2 separate regions of the Macaca mulatta genome follow, and region 2 is linked to region 1. Evidence: chromatin contacts called from public Hi-C data. All regions are on one chromosome and are shown on one strand. Each heading gives the region's core, a stretch centred on a gene start, on an enhancer-like site or on the middle of the called end of the contact. The rest is flanking DNA. Distances are from core to core; before and after follow the strand shown.

What was found. Hi-C and Micro-C count contacts between places; a contact is called where the count stands out from the background.
Region 2: a contact with region 1 is called in a Hi-C map of CD4 T cells, with 2.6 times the contacts expected there. The contact joins the promoter of LPCAT3 here to the promoter of EMG1 in region 1. A contact is called at or near these places in 5 of 14 Hi-C or Micro-C datasets (CD4 T cells, blood, fetal cortex germinal zone and 2 more).

Annotation. Positions count from the first base shown.
Region 1 is chr11:7,941,959-7,947,508 of T2T-MMU8v2.0, reverse strand. EMG1 (EMG1 N1-specific pseudouridine methyltransferase) reads right to left here and starts at 2,537. Exons shown (of 6, transcript NM_001266361.2): 1 at 2,282-2,537. The coding sequence starts at 2,449. It overlaps PHB2 (prohibitin 2), which reads left to right and starts at 2,665. Exons shown (of 10, transcript NM_001266316.1): 1 at 2,665-2,956; 2 at 3,106-3,190; 3 at 3,797-3,876; 4 at 4,799-4,983; 5 at 5,350-5,479. The coding sequence starts at 2,830.
Region 2 is chr11:7,989,028-7,995,313 of T2T-MMU8v2.0, reverse strand. LPCAT3 (lysophosphatidylcholine acyltransferase 3) reads left to right here and starts at 2,135. Exons shown (of 13, transcript NM_001261586.1): 1 at 2,135-2,390. The coding sequence starts at 2,240.

The DNA.
Region 1 (5,550 bases), core at 1,288-3,787:
GGGCCCTGTCTCACCAAAAAAAAAAAAAAAAAAACAGGTGCAGTGGCATTTGCTGGCAGTCCCTGCTACTCAGGAGGATGAGGTGGGAGGACTGCTTGAGCCAGGGAGGTAGAGGCTGCAGTGAGCCATCACACCACTGCACTCTGTTGCCTGGGCAACAGAGCGAGACCCTGTCTCAAAAAAGAAACAAAAAAGTGGAAACGAAGAAAGGAAATTTTGAGGAAAATTGGGAGCTGGGACACTGAAGGGCAGTGATTATATATGAAGCTGCTTTGTAAACCACAAAATCCTAATGTATCGAGCACAAAGCCAAAAATCTGGAGTAAGAAGGGCAGGATGGGAATGACTGACAGACACTATCCTAACAACTCTGTGTACACTGAAAAAGACATCAGAAGTTTGATGATAAAGAAGTGGACTACATCTGTAGCAGCTAAAAGAAATAATTCCAAGTTGCAATTTGGAGTCCCAAGGAGCATTAGGGTGGTCAGTAAAAAGCCTAAAAACAAACTGTTATATACAAATACAGGTTTTGGAAGGCTAAGTTTTTTGTTTTGTTTTGTTTTGTTTTTTTTGAGACTGAGTCTGGCTCTGTCGCCCAGGCTGGAGTGCAGTGGCCGGATCTCAGCTCACTGCATGCTCCGCCTCCCGGGTTTACGCCATTCTCCGGCCTCAGCCTCCGGAGTAGCTGGGACCACAGGCCCCCGCCACCTCGCCTGGCTAGTTTTTTTGTGTTTTTTAGTAGAGACGGGGTTTCACCGTGTTAGCCAGGATGGTCTCGATCTCCTGACCTCGTGATCCGCCCGTCTCAGCCTCCCAAAGTGCTGGGATTACAGGCTTGAGCCACCGCGCCCGGCTGGAAGGCTAAGTTTTTATGTATCACTAGAATGTTTGTATATGTCTAGCAACATTCTTGAGATACATGGCTCCAAAAAGTCTGCGAAAAAAGGGATACAGATTTTGAAATTGAATAGTTGAAGTAGCAATGTCACAGAGTAAGCACAAAGAAAGAACAAATGACGAAGAACTAAGTCCATGAGACATCCTTAGTTATAGAAGAAAAAACCTTCTTGAATGAATAATAGTTTCAACCCATTAGTAGGATATAACCATGTTTTCTATTCCTTTAATAGATTACAGGTGCAGGCCAGTAATCCCAGCTACTCTGGAGGCTGAGGCAGGAGAATCGATTGAACCCGGGAGGCGGAGGCTGCAGTAAGCCAAGATCATGCCACTACACTCCAGCCTGGGAGAGACTGAGGCTCTGTTTCGCGCACACACACACACACATGCACACACAAAGTGTATTTAGAACGAAGACTAAAATCCTGGTCTGACTTCTAAACCCATGCAATTTCTCCTGGGCCTACTCATTGAATTATTTCTAAAGGGTAAGAGAAAGGAGGAAGAACATTGCCCAAGGCTTTAAGATAGAGAATTGCTGGTTCTGTTTATTACGTGTGGAGAAAGACATGAATGATAGATAAAAATGCAGACGTAAAAGTGTTAAACAATAACCTGGTCTGGACAGTGTTTCCAGGTGGATATTAGAGAGAGGTGACTATGGACACTAATGAATTGAAACATGAAGCCCTTACAAAAAGGGAGGGCAGACTAGGCTACATAACTACCTTTCTCATCCGCCCAGTAACTTGTCTTGGGATGTGGAATGATGCAACAAACGAAACTTTCCTCTCCTTAGACTACTGTATCACAGAATCCTGGTAAACCAGTTGGAAGCAAAGAGGTGAGGGCTGGAATGGCATTCAAGAAGAGCAAAAGAAAATGAGTACTACCGGCCGGGCACGGTGCCTCACGCCTGTAATCCCAGCACTTTGGGAGGCCGAGGCGGGCGGATCACTTGAGGTCAGGAGTTCGAGACCAGCCTGGCCAACATAGTGAAACCCCATCTCTACTAAAAAAAACCCAAAAAATTAGCCGGGCATGGTGGCGCGTGCCTGTAGTCCCAACGACTCCAGAGGCTGATTCAGGAGAATTGTTTGAACCCGGGAGGCAGAGGTTGCAGTGAGTCGAGATCGCGCCACTGCACTCCAGCCTGGGCGCCAGAGCGAAACGCCATCTCAAAAAAAAAAAAAAGAAAAAGAAAAATGAGCACTACCATCCCAGGATGTCAGATCAACGCACAGCCAACCAACCCATCTTCCTTCAAAAGCATCTTTCACCCCTCTCTGCCTTCTCCATCCACTCTGAGCCCCTCACCCTCATTCCACGGATCCCAGTCTATTGATTTACTACTTATCCACTTCCTGTCCCAAACTACCTTGACTGTCTCCAGACTGGCCCCTTCCAGCACCACAATAAGCCTACGGCCTCCGATCTTGTTTCCTGCCCCTAGTCGGGGCCGCTTGGGTGGCACAGCATCCCAGTCCTGTGCCTGCTCCCCACCGCTTCGTTCACGAGGCTTGAATCCACCACTGGGCGCGGCCATCTTGCAACCAGACCGGAAGTTGCGCTAACGCTCTTAAATGAGAACAGTGAGGCTTCTAATCACAAATTTCCTTCCGGCTGCCATTTTGAAAGTGGGCTTGTAAATGGCGATGACTTGCCGTCTTGCGCTGCCCTCCCTGGGAGGGCAGCCCTCCAGAAAGGGGCGGGACTTCCGTATGCGCTCTTCCTGTGCGCGAAGTTCGGGTGGGTAGTGGGCTAAGGGGGAGGGTTTCCAAGGGAGCGCACTTCCGGTGCCCTTTCTTTCGCCAGCATTACGGGCCCGAACCCTCGTGTGAAGGGTGCAGTACCTAAGCTGCAGCGGGGTAGAGGCGGGCCGGCACCCCCTTCTGACCTCCGGTGCCGCCGGCCTCAAGATCAGACATGGCCCAGAACTTGAAGGACTTGGCGGGACGGCTGCCCGCCGGGCCCCGGGGCATGGGCACGGCGCTGAAGCTGTTGCTGGGGGCCGGCGCCGTGGCGTACGGTGTCCGCGAATCCGTGTTCACTGGTGAGCAACCTTCGCCTGCTCGCCGGACGCTTCCAGTCCCTCCCCCAAACCCCTTGCCCTATCTCACCGGTCCCCGCGCCCCACCACGAGCCTAGCTAGCATTTACTCTGAGCAGCGGCCTGGCCTGATCACCACCCCTCTCCCCACAGTGGAAGGCGGGCACAGAGCCATCTTCTTCAATCGGATCGGTGGAGTGCAGCAGGACACTATCCTGGCCGAGGGCCTTCACTTCAGGTAATGGCGGGCAGAGCTTACTGACCCTGACCTTTCACCCTTGACGCCGACCCAGCAATGGCTGTAGTGGGACGTGCAACAGGATTCAACGCTGCTCTTTTCCCTCCCTCCTCATCCCTGCTCCTAGGATAGTGGGTGCTGCGCGAACCTCCAGCAGCATATGAACTGTTGTTTTCGAAAGGGACAAGAGAATCTCTCCTTGTCGGTGGTCATGGGGAGGAGCAGGCCAAAAAACGCCTGGTGAGGGGAAACCGGGCAAAGCTAGTGAAACTGCGGCTTTTTTGGGGGAGGGGGGCGCGGGAGTTTTGCTGTGTCGCCCAGGCTGGAGTGCAGTGGCGCGATCTCGGCTCACTGCATCCTCCGCCTCCTGGGTTCAAGCGATTCTCCTGCCTCAGCCTCACGATTAGCTGGGATTACAGGCGCCCGCCACCACGCCCGACTAATTTTTGTATTTTAGTAGAGACGGGGTTTCACTATATAGGTCAAGCTGGTCTCGAACTTCTGACCTCAAATGATTCGGCCGCCCAAAGTGCTGGGATTCCAAGCGTGAGCCACCGCTCCTGGCCGAAACTGCGGCCTCTTAATACCTATCCCTGTCCCCTCCAGGATCCCCTGGTTCCAGTACCCCATTATCTATGACATTCGGGCCAGACCTCGAAAAATCTCCTCCCCTACAGGCTCCAAAGGTAGGTCTGAGCACTTGGTAATCACATGGCAGGTGGGAAGATCAAGGGAGCTGGCAAGAAACCCCAGGTGAAGATGGTAGTGTCAGGCCTTTAGGCCTTAGTTTCCATGTCTGCAAGAACTGTAACAAAAATACCTGCCTCCCGGGGTCAAAGCAGCACATTCTGAACACCCTGTGTTTGCGTGCTTTCTACTGTCTCATCCCTGACATATTCAATAAGAGTATTGTTTGTCCTTGTCTTATTCACTGCCTAGATCAAAGCTTTGTTTTAAAGCCTTTTTTTCTAATTGCTTGACTTACTATATCTACAGTTACATCCACTAGTATACTCTGTTCTGGAGAAGTTTGTCCCTACCCTTGACTAGTTCACCTATTCTCTCCTTCTAGACCACACATAAAAGCCATGCCTTTGAGTTCCCCAGACCTCTTCCTCCTCCCCACCCACCCCCCCCCCGACACACACACACACACACGCATACACCCTGGGTGAGGTAGGTCACCTGTAACCTGTAATGTACTTCTTTGTACTATACCTAGTGCAGGTGGCTTATTCATGTATTAAACTGCTGGGCCCTGGAATACAAGATTCATTAAGAACATTTTTGTCCCCCAAGTCCTTACAGGAGACGTGATTACGGTACAGCGTGAAAGCACCCACATTAGAGGTTGCATGGAGTACAGAGGGGGAAAGAGCAGTCAGCCCTGCTGGTGACGGGGTTGCAGTTCCAGGCTTCACAGTGGGTGAGGGTGCATTTCACCTGTGCTGCCTCATGTGTTCCTTGTCAGCCTGATTAACTCTCCTCCCCCCAGGGCAGTGCCAGGCTGTACATCATTGCACAGGGCATATAGGGAGGAACATGAAGGAGAAAATGCTTGGGAAAGGGTGTTTGGCCTTGACCAGCCACTGCTGACCTCAATCTCAGACCTACAGATGGTGAACATCTCCCTGCGAGTGCTGTCTCGACCCAATGCTCAGGAGCTTCCTAGCATGTACCAGCGCCTAGGGCTGGACTACGAGGAACGAGTGTTGCCGTCCATTGTCAACGAGGTGCTCAAGAGTGTGGTGGCCAAGTTCAATGCCTCACAGCTGATCACCCAGCGGGCCCAGGTCTGACTCCCACCACCATCTGCATGGTGTCAGCCTTTCCCTTCTAGGCCCAGAGTACTGGGAATTAGGAAAGGCAGCTTAATAGAAGAGGATTGTCACCCTAGTGCCATTTCCACCTAAAAGCTGTGCTAATTGCCACTGTGAGATAAGGAGAGCCAGCATTAGAACTCGGTAGCACTTGGTATTAGGAAGCACAGAGGAAAATGGCCAAGTCTTGGCTTTTCCTGCACCTCTTTCAGCAGAGAGGCTTATGTTATAGGTTTGCCTGACAGGAAGCTAAGGCAGCGCATATTGTATTGAGAGAGTGAAGGATTCGGGGTCGCAACCCAGTCCCCTCAAACCACCCTTCCCCACCCCTGCCCTCAGGTATCCCTGTTGATCCGCCGGGAGCTGACAGAGAGGGCCAAGGACTTCAGCCTCATCCTGGATGACGTGGCCATCACAGAGCTGAGCTTTAGCCGAGAGTACACAGCTGCTGTAGAAGCCAAACAAGTGGGTGAGTCGCACGAGCAGTGGGGTGAGGGCTTCCGAGATGCAGGAGGAGGAAAGACTCGGTGGACGGGGCTC
Region 2 (6,286 bases), core at 886-3,385, 48 kb before region 1:
ATAATTTTTGGTTTCTTTGCAAGACAGAGTCTCACTCTGTCTCGCAGGTTGGAGTGTAGTGTCATGATCACGACTCACTACAGCCTCAACCTCCCAGGCTCAAAGTGATCCTCCCACCTTAGCTTCCTGAGTAGCTGGGACTACAGGCACGTGCCACCATGCCCGTCTAAAATTTTTTTTTTGTAGAGACAGGGTCTGTCTGTGTTGCCCAGGCTGGTCGCCAACTCCTGGGCTCAAGCAATCTTCCTGCCTCAACCTCCCTAAGTGCTAGGATTACAGGCATGAACCACTGTGCCCGGCCAATATAAGGCATGCAAAACTATACTAATTTTCCTTTCTGGATATATGCTGTATGTAAAGTATTAAAATAGGCATGGGATTGATAAATACCAAAGTCAGCAAAGTGGTGACCTCTGAGAAAAGAAAGAGGGAAATGCCCTCAGGAAGGGATATACCAGCTTTTCAAATGTATAGGTGATTTTTTTTCTTAACCTGGGGAAGTTATATTATCCTCTACTTTTCTGTGTGAATGAAATATTTCGTTTTTTAAAATTTTGCCCAAAACGGGAGTAGGAGTAGAGAATTTGACAGACCTTTGTTTAAATTCTGTCTGCCGCTTACTTGTAAAGGAACTTACCCGGGTTCTTAATTTTTCCAAGCCTCTGTAAGAGGACATCATCATAATAAATATTCTATTGCACAGTCCAAGCAAGTGAAATAATACGGATAAAAGTGCTTTATAAAGTGCAAATGCTGTAAAAGTATAAGCTGTAATTTTACAAGAATGCGCCACAAATTATTGTAACTAAGAGTTATTGCAAGAAACTCGTAGTATTCCTTTGTTACATACTCTCACAGAACCTTGCTTGACCTTTTCCTTCAGAGCACTTACCCTCACTTGCAATAACACGTTCATTGATGCTATTATTTGTGCACCCTCCCACCGTGGTTCTGGGCTCCTGATTCTATTCCCAAGCCCAGCACAGTCCCTGGCACATGGTAAGTGCTGGACAGAAATTTTTTCTTTTTCTTTTTTTTTTTTTTTTTGAGACAGAGTCTTGCTCTGTCGCCCAGGCTGGAGTGCACTGGCGCGATCTCGGCTCACTACAAGCTCTGCCTCCCGGGTTCACGCCATTCTCCTGCCTCAGCCTCCCGCGTAGCTGGGACTACAGGCGCCCGCCACCACGCCCGGCTAATGTTTTGCATTTTTAGTAGAGACAGGGTTTCACCGTGTTAACCAGGATGGTCTCGATCTCCTAACCTCGTGATCCGCCCGCCTCCGCCTCCCAAAGTGCTGGGATTACAGGCTTGAGCCACTGCGCCCGCCCTGGGGCGTAATCTTAACAGGATTACCTGTAGGAAGTGAGAATGGAAAGCAGGACCTGGAGATAGGACTCTGCTGTTTTACATTACTATACTGTTAGAACTTTTATCATAAACATGTATTAGTGCAAAACTATTTGAATTTTTAATTAAAATAATAAGTGTTAAATATGCATTTCTTAATTTCATCGCCTCTCGGGGGAAGATCACGTTTTACTACACGAAATTGCATGGAAAAGGGATACATGAAATAAAAGGAGCAATGACTGCTCCTGGGGCACTGGGCTTTCCACTGAACCTCGGGGAGTGAAGGCGACTTTAACAGCCTAAGAATTTAAGAATGGGCCGGGAGGGGCCGTTAGGGGGCGCGCGCGAGGCGGCGCGGGCGTTCCCGCCTCCCCGTTACATGCCCCAGTAACCTCAGCGCCGGCGACCGGGAGTAACCTCGCGCGCGGGCTGTCCCCCCGCGCCCAGACTCTCGCCTGCTCCCGCCTCAGCCAATGGGAAGGCAGCGAACGGGCCGGCCGGTTGCTCGCCCGGGAGGACTCCTCCCGGGAGCACTTCGAACGGAGTTGAACGGTCGCCGGGCCACGGGCTCAGACCTTTCCAATGGCAGCTCTGGGTCCCGACGCCAAGCCCCGCCCAGCCCTAGGCCTCCACCGTGTGCATTCTCGGCAGGAGTCACCTTTGCCTTACAAACCTTCAGACCCGCCCTCTTCCTACCTTGCCGCTCTAGGCCCCGCCCTCTGCGCGGGTCGGCCAATAACGGGGTGAGCTGGCGCCGCGGGGCGGGCCTCTAGCCAATGCGCACGCCGTGGGCGGGCCCCGAGCCGGAATTGGGGGTGAAGCGATAGCGTTTTGCCTGCATTCGGGGCGCGCGGAGCTGGGGGGTCCCTGTGGGGCGCCCGGAGTTAAGATGGCGTCCTCAGCGGAGGGGGACGAGGGGACTGTGGTGGCGCTGGCGGGGGTTCTGCAGTCGGGTTTCCAGGAGCTGAGCCTTAACAAGTTGGCGACGTCCCTGGGCGCGTCAGAACAGGCGCTGCGGCTGATCATCTCCATCTTCCTGGGTAAGGACCCTCCTGCCTCCCTCCGCCCCTCGCGGAGTCCCCGGGGAGTAGGGGAGGAATGGGGACAGGACCGCCCTCTCTTCCCGGAGCCACCCGGGAGGGCTGTGCCGGGTGCGGGTGTGAATCCTGAAGCACACCAACAGCTATTGAGGGAAGACAGAAGTCCTGTCTCGAGTCTGGGGAGCTGTGCCCTCTGAACCTCTTCACCTTTCTCTTCAACCCCTGCCATGCCCTCTGGCCCCTCAGTCGGGCCCCCGCCCTCTTGTGCCAGGCTCTACCCGTGCTCCCACGACCTGTCTTTATTTGTCGCTCTGTTGAGTTCCACTGTCTGGCCATGTGTCCTGCTCTGTCATTAATAACCACCCCGCACACGCGCGCATCTTATCGGTAGGCATAGGGCCCCTAACTTAGGAATTTTAGCCCTTTCGTCCTTTTCAGCCCCATATTCCATATTTCATATTCTTAGTGTCTGTTTTGTTTATTGCCAGCTTGTATTATACTTTCGTCTCTTTTCTGTCCCGTTCCTACTATTTTCTTCTTATGCCATGTTGCTTTTTTTTATTTTCCAAGCCACCTACCTGTCATTTACCCTGGAATATCATTTTAATGCTGGACTTGGGAAACAGGACTAACAACCTCCTTAAAATCGATCCATACTATTCCAAGCGTTTATTACACGTGTGGTTCAAAGGATGTGGTGTATCTGAATTTATGCCACAACAAGCTGCATTACAACTGGTTTATAGGCTTTTTTACCGCATCCTCACTCCATGGTTTAATACATGGAGGCAGCATAGTACAATGGAAAAAAGTATGGGCTTTGAAGGCAAACAAATCACACCCAGCCTTGTTGCTGCTCAGAAACTGAAGGACCCTAGGCAGGCCACAAAACCTTCTGGGGCCTAATTTCCTTATCTATGAAATGAGGACAACAGTGCTTACCACATAGGATTGCTATAAAGTCCTGTAGAAAGGCCAAGATTGGGAAGTACCTGTACATATATATATACATAAAATTTAAGCAGTTGGAACGTTCTATGAAGGTTATGGAACTTTAGGAGAGGGTGGGTGGGAAGGATTAAGCAAAAGCTGTAAGTGGTGATTAGGAAACAGGACTGGGGCTAGAGCAGAGGGTTAGAGGTCTGAACCATGAGAAGTTTGAGATAAAGTTGGGCAGGAAAAGCCTTAAATGCCAGAGAGAAGTTTGGCGTTTATCCAGTAGAAGCACTGACATATAATATCACCAGAGGGTGTTAACCCAATCTAGATAATGGGATAGGCATTAATTCATATTTAAACAACCTAGCCTAATAGCATTGTTATTTGCCTATTACATATCAAACCAAGATCTTCCTTTCTTCCAAATATAGATCACCTTTTTCTTCCTCTGTAGAATTGTAAGATTTTAAAGATGGAATGGAACTGGGGTTTTGCAATCTGCTCAGTGTCACCTAGACATCACCCAGATTTATCAGCACCCCAGTCTAGGGTTATTTGCACTACATCAGCTTTGAACTTCCTACTCTTTCATCCTTGTTTCTGACCCAGTTATTTGTTGACGTTGTAATTGGCGACTAGTGTTTACATTTGACAGGACGCAGTGGCTTATGCTTATAATCTCAACACTTTGGGAGGCCGAGGTGGGAGAGTCACTTGAGGCCAGCCTGGGCAACATTTTATTTGTCTCTGCAAAAAAATAAAAAAAAATTAGGCCAGGTGCAGGTGCAGGGGCTCATGCCTATAATCCCGGCATTTTGGGAGGCCAAGGCGGGCAGATCGCTTGAGGTCAGGAGTTCGAGACCAGCCCGGCCAACATGGTGAAACCCTGTCTCTACTAAAAATACAAAAATTAGCTGGGCGTGATGGTGGGCACCTGTAATCCCAGTTACTTGGGAGGCTGAGGCAGGAGAATCACTTGAACTCAGGAGGTGGAGGTTGCAGTGAGCCAAGTTAGCACCACTGCACCGCAGCCTGGGTGACACAGCGAGACTCTGTCTCCAAAAAAAAAAAAAATTAATAAAAAAATGAGGTAGGCAGCGGGGTGCAATGGCTCACGCCTGTAATCCCAGCACTTTGGGAGGCTGAGGCGGACAGATCAGGAGGTCAGGAGATTGAGACCATCCTGGCTAACACGGTGAAACCCCGTCTCTACTAAAAATACAAAAAATTAGCCGGGCGTGGTGGCAGGCACCTGTAGTCCCAGCTGCTGGGGAGGCTGAGGCAGGAGAATGGCGTGAACCCGGGAGGAGGAGCTTGCAGTGAGCTGAGATCGTGCCACTGCACTCCAGCCGGGGCAACAGAGCCAGACTACGTCTCAAAAAAAAAAAAAAATGAGGTAGGCATGGTGGCTCATGCCATGCCTGTGGTCCCAGCTACTCCCGAGGTTGAGGTGGGAGGATCACTTGGGCCTGGGAGTTTGAGGCTACAGTGAGCCATGGCACCACTGCACTCCAGCCTGAAGGATAGAGCAAGACCCTGTCTCAAAAAAAAAAAAATAGTCTTACTATTAGTAATTAGTTAGGAAACTGTTGGTTCTCAACAATAAATTGAGAATGTAACACAAGTAGCAACCAGTTATAAGGGGCAATCTGTTAAATGGAGTTAGGGCTGGAATTAGGACTTGGAATTCAACTTTTGTGTGTTGACATAACCTGCCTGTGCACTCCTGCTGGGCTATTGCTGTGTACTGTCATGGGGCATACAGCTGACTAGGAAATTGTTTTCTCCGTATCCCACTCCTTCTCTCATCTTCTCTCATTACCACCAATCCTCAAAGTAATAAGCACTTGGTGTAATGCATCTACCACACTCTGGAGCCCCCTTGCTCATTCTACCATTTCCCACACCCTCCCTTCCTGTCTCACATACACTGTTGCCTTCAGTAACTCATAGTATTTCTCATTTTTAGCTCAACTTGGGGCTTCAGCTTGCCTCCTATCAGGTATAGCTCATTCATGTGGACAGGTAGGATTGTATTCCTAGTAGGCATAGGTTAAATACATATATGTAAATATAAATTGATTAAGCTTGCTGTGTGCGTGGTAGGAGTGCATTTTCGTTGTAAATATGTTTCCCTTACAAAAGGTTATTACCACTTCTGTGTATTGTAACCTAGAAACCAGTAGACTTTCAGCAGTGGAGTTCCTGGTTCTTGAACCCAGCTCTCCCAGGGAACTGGGCTACTGGAGGAAATCCTTGCTGGAGGCACCAAGAAGCCTGTAGTTCAAAATGATTTCCCGTTCACTTTCCTGATTAGATGAATTCAGGTTAAAAACACCTCCCTAAATGCAAATACCCCAAGGGAAGAGTTAGCTATATCATTCATATTTTAAAATATACGTTTTAATCAGCTAGTCTAATTACTATTTTCCTAACATCTTTCTTTTGTTACGTCAGTTCTGTGTGCTGATCTTGGGGTGAAATGCAGAGCATTAAAGCACTAGCTTTCAAACCTTTTTGACTAAGACCCATCGTAAGAAATATGTTTTGCATTGTGACCCAGAACACACAGACATGTATATGTATACACGTATTTGAAACAGGTTTCAGGAAAGAATACTTTCCCTTAATCATAACTCACTAAGTTGATTTCATGGCTTATTAATGAGTTATAACAGTTTGAAAAATATTGAGTTAGAGGCCTGCAGTTTTTTTTTTTTTTGAGACGGAGTCTCGCTCTGTCACCCACACTGGAGTGCAGTGGCGTGATCTCGGCTCACTGCAGTCTCTGCCTCCCAGGTTCAAGTGATTCTCCTGCCTCAGCCTCACAAGTAGCTGGGACTACATGCACACGCCACCACACCCGGCTAATTTTTGTATTTTTAGAAGAGGCGGAGTTTCACCATGTTGGCTAGGATGGTCTCAATCTCCTGACCTCGTGATCCACCTGCCTCCCA